Regions from separate parts of the Triticum aestivum genome. Here region 1 is linked to region 2. A link is a contact called in public Hi-C data. All regions are on one chromosome and are shown on one strand. The core of a region is the stretch at or near the end of the contact, and the rest is flanking DNA. Distances in the headings are between cores, read along the strand shown. Region 1 holds the start of LOC123168998 (calcium-transporting ATPase 5, plasma membrane-type). Region 2 holds the start of LOC123167642 (oxysterol-binding protein-related protein 4C).

Region 1 (3,050 bases), core at 211-2,710, 940 kb before region 2:
AGAATGAACAAAAGAAGACGGACGGAAGAGATATAGGGTGCATAAGCTGCAAAACGACACATTACCCGTATCACTTGTGCATGTGATCGGATTGTTCTTCTAATTATCTCTTTCTCTTCCTCCTTTTTAAGGTCTAGAGTATATCTAAACCGACGTGAAGCATTCAGCACAAGAGCAGCTTGCTGAAAGGAGAGAATAACCATATTTATCAGAACTAAATAATAAGTAAGGCTTATATTTGTCTACCCCGAAGGGTCCTTCACCTGTAGCCACAGCAAACTGTAATGAACCCAACTCACAACTATTATGCAAAACAAGTGCCTGGTTAGCTGTAGTATAAGTGTGATTTTGTAGCTCTAGTACAAGTGTTACTGCTTGCTTCTTTTTGTAATGTCCCCCAATACATGAAGGTACATGAACTACCCAAACCTGTGAATACCACAAAAACCAGTATTGTTTGGATGAATGACAGACCTCTGGTTTCAGTACTTTGCTTGTGTTTTAAGTTTTATTATGAGAAGTTGTCTGCCGCTCTGTGCATGTGCACAGCGGTAAAAAAGGTAGTGTCGCCAAACAGACTCCAATGCCTTGACTTAAGAGGAAACGCGGACAAAAAATGAACGTAATATGTAAATCATCGGGTCAATGACATGTCAGTAAACCTCAGTGCAGTGTATCCACTAGACCAAAAACATTAGTGTTTTGACTATTCCTCTTCTACCCCCTCTTCTTCCTGCACAGAATTAGCACGTCCCGAATCCAGCCAGGACGGAACTAGCCAGAATGGCGATATTTTGGGCATTCTGCGAACCAGCAGAGCCCGGCCTAGATCACAGTCTGACGGGAAAGGACGAGGGGAGGAAGGATCCCGTACCCTCCATCGGAGCAAGCTGTCGTGGGATGCGTTCTTATGGGGTATATCGAAGGCGTCACCGAACTCCTCCTCCTCCTCCTCGCCCTCCGCGCCCGCCGCATCCTCCGGCCTGTCCCGCTCCGGCGAGCGGATCTCCGGCGGCGTCGGCGAGCTCCCGACCGCCATGCCCGACAATCAGACACCAGCCAGCCGCCGCGTCCGCGGCAGCGCTCGCAGGAGAGATAACACCGACGACGACGACGACGACCAGAAACCCTGCAGATACACACACACAGGAGCACTCAGACAACCAAATCACCACGGGATCGATCGAACACCTCAGGGATCACTCGCCTCACCTCCCGCGCAAGCCGTCAAGGCTCTAGAAGGTTCCACGGGCGAGGCCGGCGCAAGTACGTTGCGGCTTCGCCACTGTGGTGCTGGTGCGGAGCTTGGTGATTTGTTTTGTTTTTTCTGTCTCTGCGGCCCGGATTTCGGTCGCGAATGGGGACTCGTTCTCGAGGAGATTGTTCGGGGGAAGCTTCCACGAAGCTGCGGCCGCCCCGCGAGGTCTCTCTCTCGCTGCCACGTGGGCCCGGCCGAAGCCTCAGAGCGGCCGAGCTCGTACCGGCCGGGCGGGGTAACGTGGTGGGAGCCCGGCTGTCAGTGAGAGCCGCGGCTCGGCGCGGGAGGCTCGGATCGGAGGGGGAAGGCGGGGTTTGGCGCGGGCGCGGCGGGGCGTGGGCTGGCCGGTTTGAAATGAGAAGGGGAGGGGTCATTGGGAGCCGTCGGATCGAGCCGATAGACGGCCGGGATGCAGCGTTCCTTCGTGCGTGTCAACAACTTGCTTGACACGTGAGAGTGCGAGAAAGATGTGATGATTTCATGCCTTGCGGTGTGTTCAGTCCGAGGGAAAAGTTAGAGATGATTGTTGCCTCTTGTATCTCCGAGTGGCACAAATTAAGAAACATAATCATTTTTGTATGATTTCGAATCGCCTCTTGATATTTTTGTATCGCTTCTTGAGATGGTTCTGAGTTCAAAACAGATATGAAATCAAAGAGACGACATAATGACTTTCCAATGTAGGAGTAGGTGGCATGTTCTTCCTTTTCTTTCTTTTTTATAAGGGTTCTTCTTCCTTATTCCTTAAGCTCCATGCATAGTCGCCACACTACTAGTTGGCCACTAGGCGCTCACAAACGAAACATGCCGCGGGATACGATGGATCTGTGGTCAAGTGGCCGGCGTGGGTCACGGGCAGCTTGTCACCTTCCAACAGGAGAGTTGGCCGGCGGGAATGTGGAATTTGTTACCCTTTCCCCGATAGATTCGTTGCCAGTCAACAATAGAGACCGGGGCCACCGGGGCCTGGCAAGTACAGAGGGTCGGACACTGACGCGACGGCCGTACTGTATGTGTATTTTCCTCAGAAAAGAATTCATACGCCCAAGTCCACATCGCTCGTTTTCTGTTGCATACGACGCAGTCCACGTCGCTTTGTTACCCACTACGCTCCCAAAATCTCGGGCCTACGCTAAGAAAACACTCTTTGGTACCTCAGAATCCCTGACGATGAGCCGGCCAGTGTTACTAGCTCGTAGCGTCAGCGGCCGTCGATCTTGCACGTCGACGACTGCGGATATTACCGTGGATTCAACGACCCTGCAGAAGCCAGTAGCTCCCTCGCGCATGTCCAGAGAGCTGAACTGCCTGCACATGGTTTTACAGATCAGGCCAGAGCGTACAGACTGGAACGGTGCGGAGTTCCAGGAAACACAACTTGAGCAGTTTTGACCAATCAGGGTTCCATCTACCAACCGTTTTTTCCTGTATATAAATTACAGATTGCATACACGGTGAGGAATATCTGGTCTGGAGTTCTGGATACGGCAGCAGAGACCTCTACTCTCTCTCTCTCTAGATGGTGGAAATTTTGAAAAGCTAAAAAATTCTGTTGGAAATACACACTCCACAACCGTGCTTTCAGTGCGCCAGTTGCTTTGATTTCATGTGGTTCAGTTTTAGAAGCACCATTGAGTAGTATAACATAGCTCACGGGACGGGGCACCGCATCAGTGTTCCTCCGCCACGGTCAAACTAATGGAGATGAGCAAGGTCCCGTTGCGGTGGTGGTATCGTCCACGGCTTCGAAGATTAAAAGGCCGTACAGCACACGACTACAGGCTCCGGTAGT
Region 2 (3,093 bases), core at 92-2,591:
AGAAGAGGATGGCCCGTTTAGAATTGAAAAGAAAATGACTCAAACCAGATACTATGAGCCAACAACAATGCTACTACTATCGGCGATGCAAGAGCTGTCCTCATGAAACAAGCGCAGACGAGTAACAATCGAGAAGCAAATCGTCACCGACATTGCTCCAAAGATCTTTGACCTATCCAGGAAGAAAAGAAGCTCCGTCTACTTGGCTCTCACCGACAAAACTTGGGTTCGCAACATTATTACCTCTCAGGGCCTCACTTTTGAGCACATTGAGCAATTCGCCACCCTTTGGGAGAAGCTCTCTAATGTCATACTCACCCCTGGAGTCGACGATAAAATTATTTGGAAGTTTTTTTTTTGAAACATAAATTATTTGAAAGTTTACTAAAGATGATGTCTACTCCGCGTTTTCTGCGTCCAATACTCGGTTTGAGGGTCTCATCGCCTCGACCATGATCTCAACAGTTTGGAAAGCTTGCCCCCCTCCCCCCCCTCCCCAAAGTGCAATTTTTTTGCTTGGTTGATAATCCAGAATAGGGTGTGAACCGCCGATAGGTTGCAACGTAGGGGTTGGCCGAGTTGCAACCTTTGCCCTCTTTGCAAGCAGGTTCAAGAGGACAGGGCGTCAACCCGTTGGCTGGGCAGCTGAGGTTGCTGCCAGCCTACCCGAGTTCGAGTCCCGACTCGGACACGCGGTCCTCACGGAGTTTCTCCTATAAAAAAATGTCAATGAGGGTTAGTCCTTGGGTTGGTCTCTTTTTTTTGCAAGCAGGTTCAAGAGACGGCGGCCCACCTCATCTTCCAGTGCCGGTTCATTGTGAGAGTGTGGACGGAGATTAAAACTTCGCTTGGTTTTCACGACATCGACCCGACAGATTGGAGACTTGTGCCCTCGATGAGGGTTTGGTGGGACGAGGTTTGTCACAAGAGGGGTGACTCGCGCAAGGCTCGTAACACCTTGATGATGCTTGTTGCGTGGGAAATCTGAAACAAGCGCAATGCGAGGATCTTCCGCAACACCGCCGCCCCTACTACCGTAGTCATCGCCAAGATTAAGGATGAAGCCTCTCTTTGGGCTCGTGCGGGTGCGAAGTATTTGAGTGATATAATGCCGTGAGAGTAATTTGTAATCGCCCGCTTAGCAAAACCATGTCTACTCCTCTTCTTAATTAATAAAAATGGTAAATCTTTTGTCTTGTTTAAAAAAAAAAGCAAATCGTGTTGGATTGCCAGCGAATGATGTGAGGTCGACGGCCGATTGAACCACGCTCCAGCGCTATGTGATTTGCGAAGGAAGAAACAGAGTCCACATCTTCCCAAATCAGGCGGGCAGCCGTGCGCGCTTTACTCGCGATTGCACTGGCCCGGAAAGGCGGAAACGTTTTGGCCCGTGCCGAGAAGCGTTCACACGCACGCGCCGACGGGACACGGCGAGGCCGACGTCACCGCGCGCGGCCGCCGCCAGCAACGGCTCAGACAGAGGCCCGTGCCTGCCTCTGCCCCAAGGAAGGCGAACACCGCACGCACGCACGCGGCCTCAAAAAAAGGAGAGCCTCCTGCTAAAAAAGAGAGGAAGGAGGTCAATCCAGCGATCTGCTTGCTTCTTCCCCGCCCGCCCGCCCTTATCGAGGATTCCATTCCAACCCCCCGTCGCCAGCCCACGCACCCACCATACCCAGCTCGAAAACGAGAGGATCATCCGCAGGCAAGGCCGGGGAGAGGATCGAATCAAGGAGGGCTCGCGTCGGGGATTGGAGCTCACGCGAACCAACCATGGTACGCCCTCTTCTCGATCAATTGGACGTTCTCGCAAGCTTGGCCTTTCTTTCAGCAAGTACCGTCGGACTGCTCTCCGCCGGCGGCCAGAGCGCGAGATTCTCTCGATCGAAGATTTGGGGGGCGGCGCTTCGAGCGTCAGGTCGTGGCCTGCGTCCACGTCATGGTTGCGAATATCGCCCATGCTTTTGCCTCTGGCCCGCCCGCCGTTCCGGGCCTTTTTGTCCTGTCGCGCCAATTTCCCCCTTCCGCATTCACCTTTTCACCTGTGCGCTTCCACGTGTACTTTTACTGGGCGGTAAAGGTGGTCATCCGTTTTCCTTCCGTCGGAAAACAGAGCAAAGAAATCATAGACGCCGGCCAAATCAATACCGGGCGATCGAGCTAAGCATGTGACGTCAGATAAGATTTTATTCGGCAGGGGCAATAATCTTTGATAACCTCGTGCGCTTAGTCGCGATGTAACAGACGGCTTTTCTGTTTTTTCTTTTTTGAGTTGTTGATTGTCTTTGCAACGAAGAAAGAGGAAGAGGCACCCACGAAATGGAGTCCCCGTTCCGTCTCCTTTCCATAGCCGCGTCGGGGGCGTGCACTCCCATGTAAACGCAACGCCAAGACACATACACATAGCACCAGCTTTCGGCTGGCCGGCAAATAGCAGCAGCATCTTCAGCCGGCACTGACCTCTTCTCCACTTTATTTAGTACAAACACACACCTAGCTACTCCTACATATTCGACGGCAGGTGGACACGTGAAGGGGAGGGAAACCACACGGGTTTGATTTCGTTTTCGTTCCCGTTCATCGGCCAACTCGATTGGACCGGACTTTTCTTGGAGCCTCCCCTCCAAGGAAACGAAACCTGAATGCAACAAGCAAGAGCCTACATGGGGCGACGGCGGCGCCGACGAGCGATCCGCCATGTCTCGGTTGCTGCTACCATTCAGTTAGCACTAGAACATCACAATTGGAGCCCGTATGTATCTGACTGTATTGGTAATTGATTGGATGCAGGTTGAATCGGAGGTCGACGCATCGGCGGCACCGACCGCCACGGCCACGGCCAGGGCCTCGGCGGCGGTGCTCACCGCGCCGCTGTCGCTGGAAGGGGGCCTCGCGGCGGAGCTCCAGCCGGCGAACCTCGTGCAGCGGGTGCTCAGCCTCTTCGGGAACGTCAGGCCGGGCGCCGATCTCTCGCACTTCCAGGTAAAAACTAAACACCACCACTGCTCACTCTCATGTGTGAATTGATCCTACAAAATCAGCCATGCATGTGAGACTCCGATCTCGAGAGCCAAATTTGAATTCACTTGCTAG

The links. Hi-C and Micro-C count contacts between places; a contact is called where the count stands out from the background.
Region 1: a contact with region 2 is called in a Hi-C map of leaf, with 6 times the contacts expected there. The contact joins the promoter of LOC123168998 here to the promoter of LOC123167642 in region 2. A contact is called at or near these places in 2 of 5 Hi-C or Micro-C datasets (both in leaf).

Annotation. Positions count from the first base shown.
Region 1 is chr7D:230,474,145-230,477,194 of IWGSC CS RefSeq v2.1, reverse strand. It overlaps LOC123168998 (calcium-transporting ATPase 5, plasma membrane-type), which reads right to left and starts at 1,460. Exons shown (of 35, transcript XR_006484595.1): 1 at 1,213-1,460; 2 at 875-1,129; 3 at 66-182. It overlaps LOC123168999 (serrate RNA effector molecule), which reads right to left. Exons shown (of 12, transcript XM_044586861.1): 12 at 2,645-3,050. The coding sequence ends at 3,034.
Region 2 is chr7D:229,532,728-229,535,820 of IWGSC CS RefSeq v2.1, reverse strand. LOC123167642 (oxysterol-binding protein-related protein 4C) reads left to right here and starts at 1,341. Exons shown (of 6, transcript XM_044585477.1): 1 at 1,341-1,776; 2 at 2,791-2,982. The coding sequence starts at 1,774.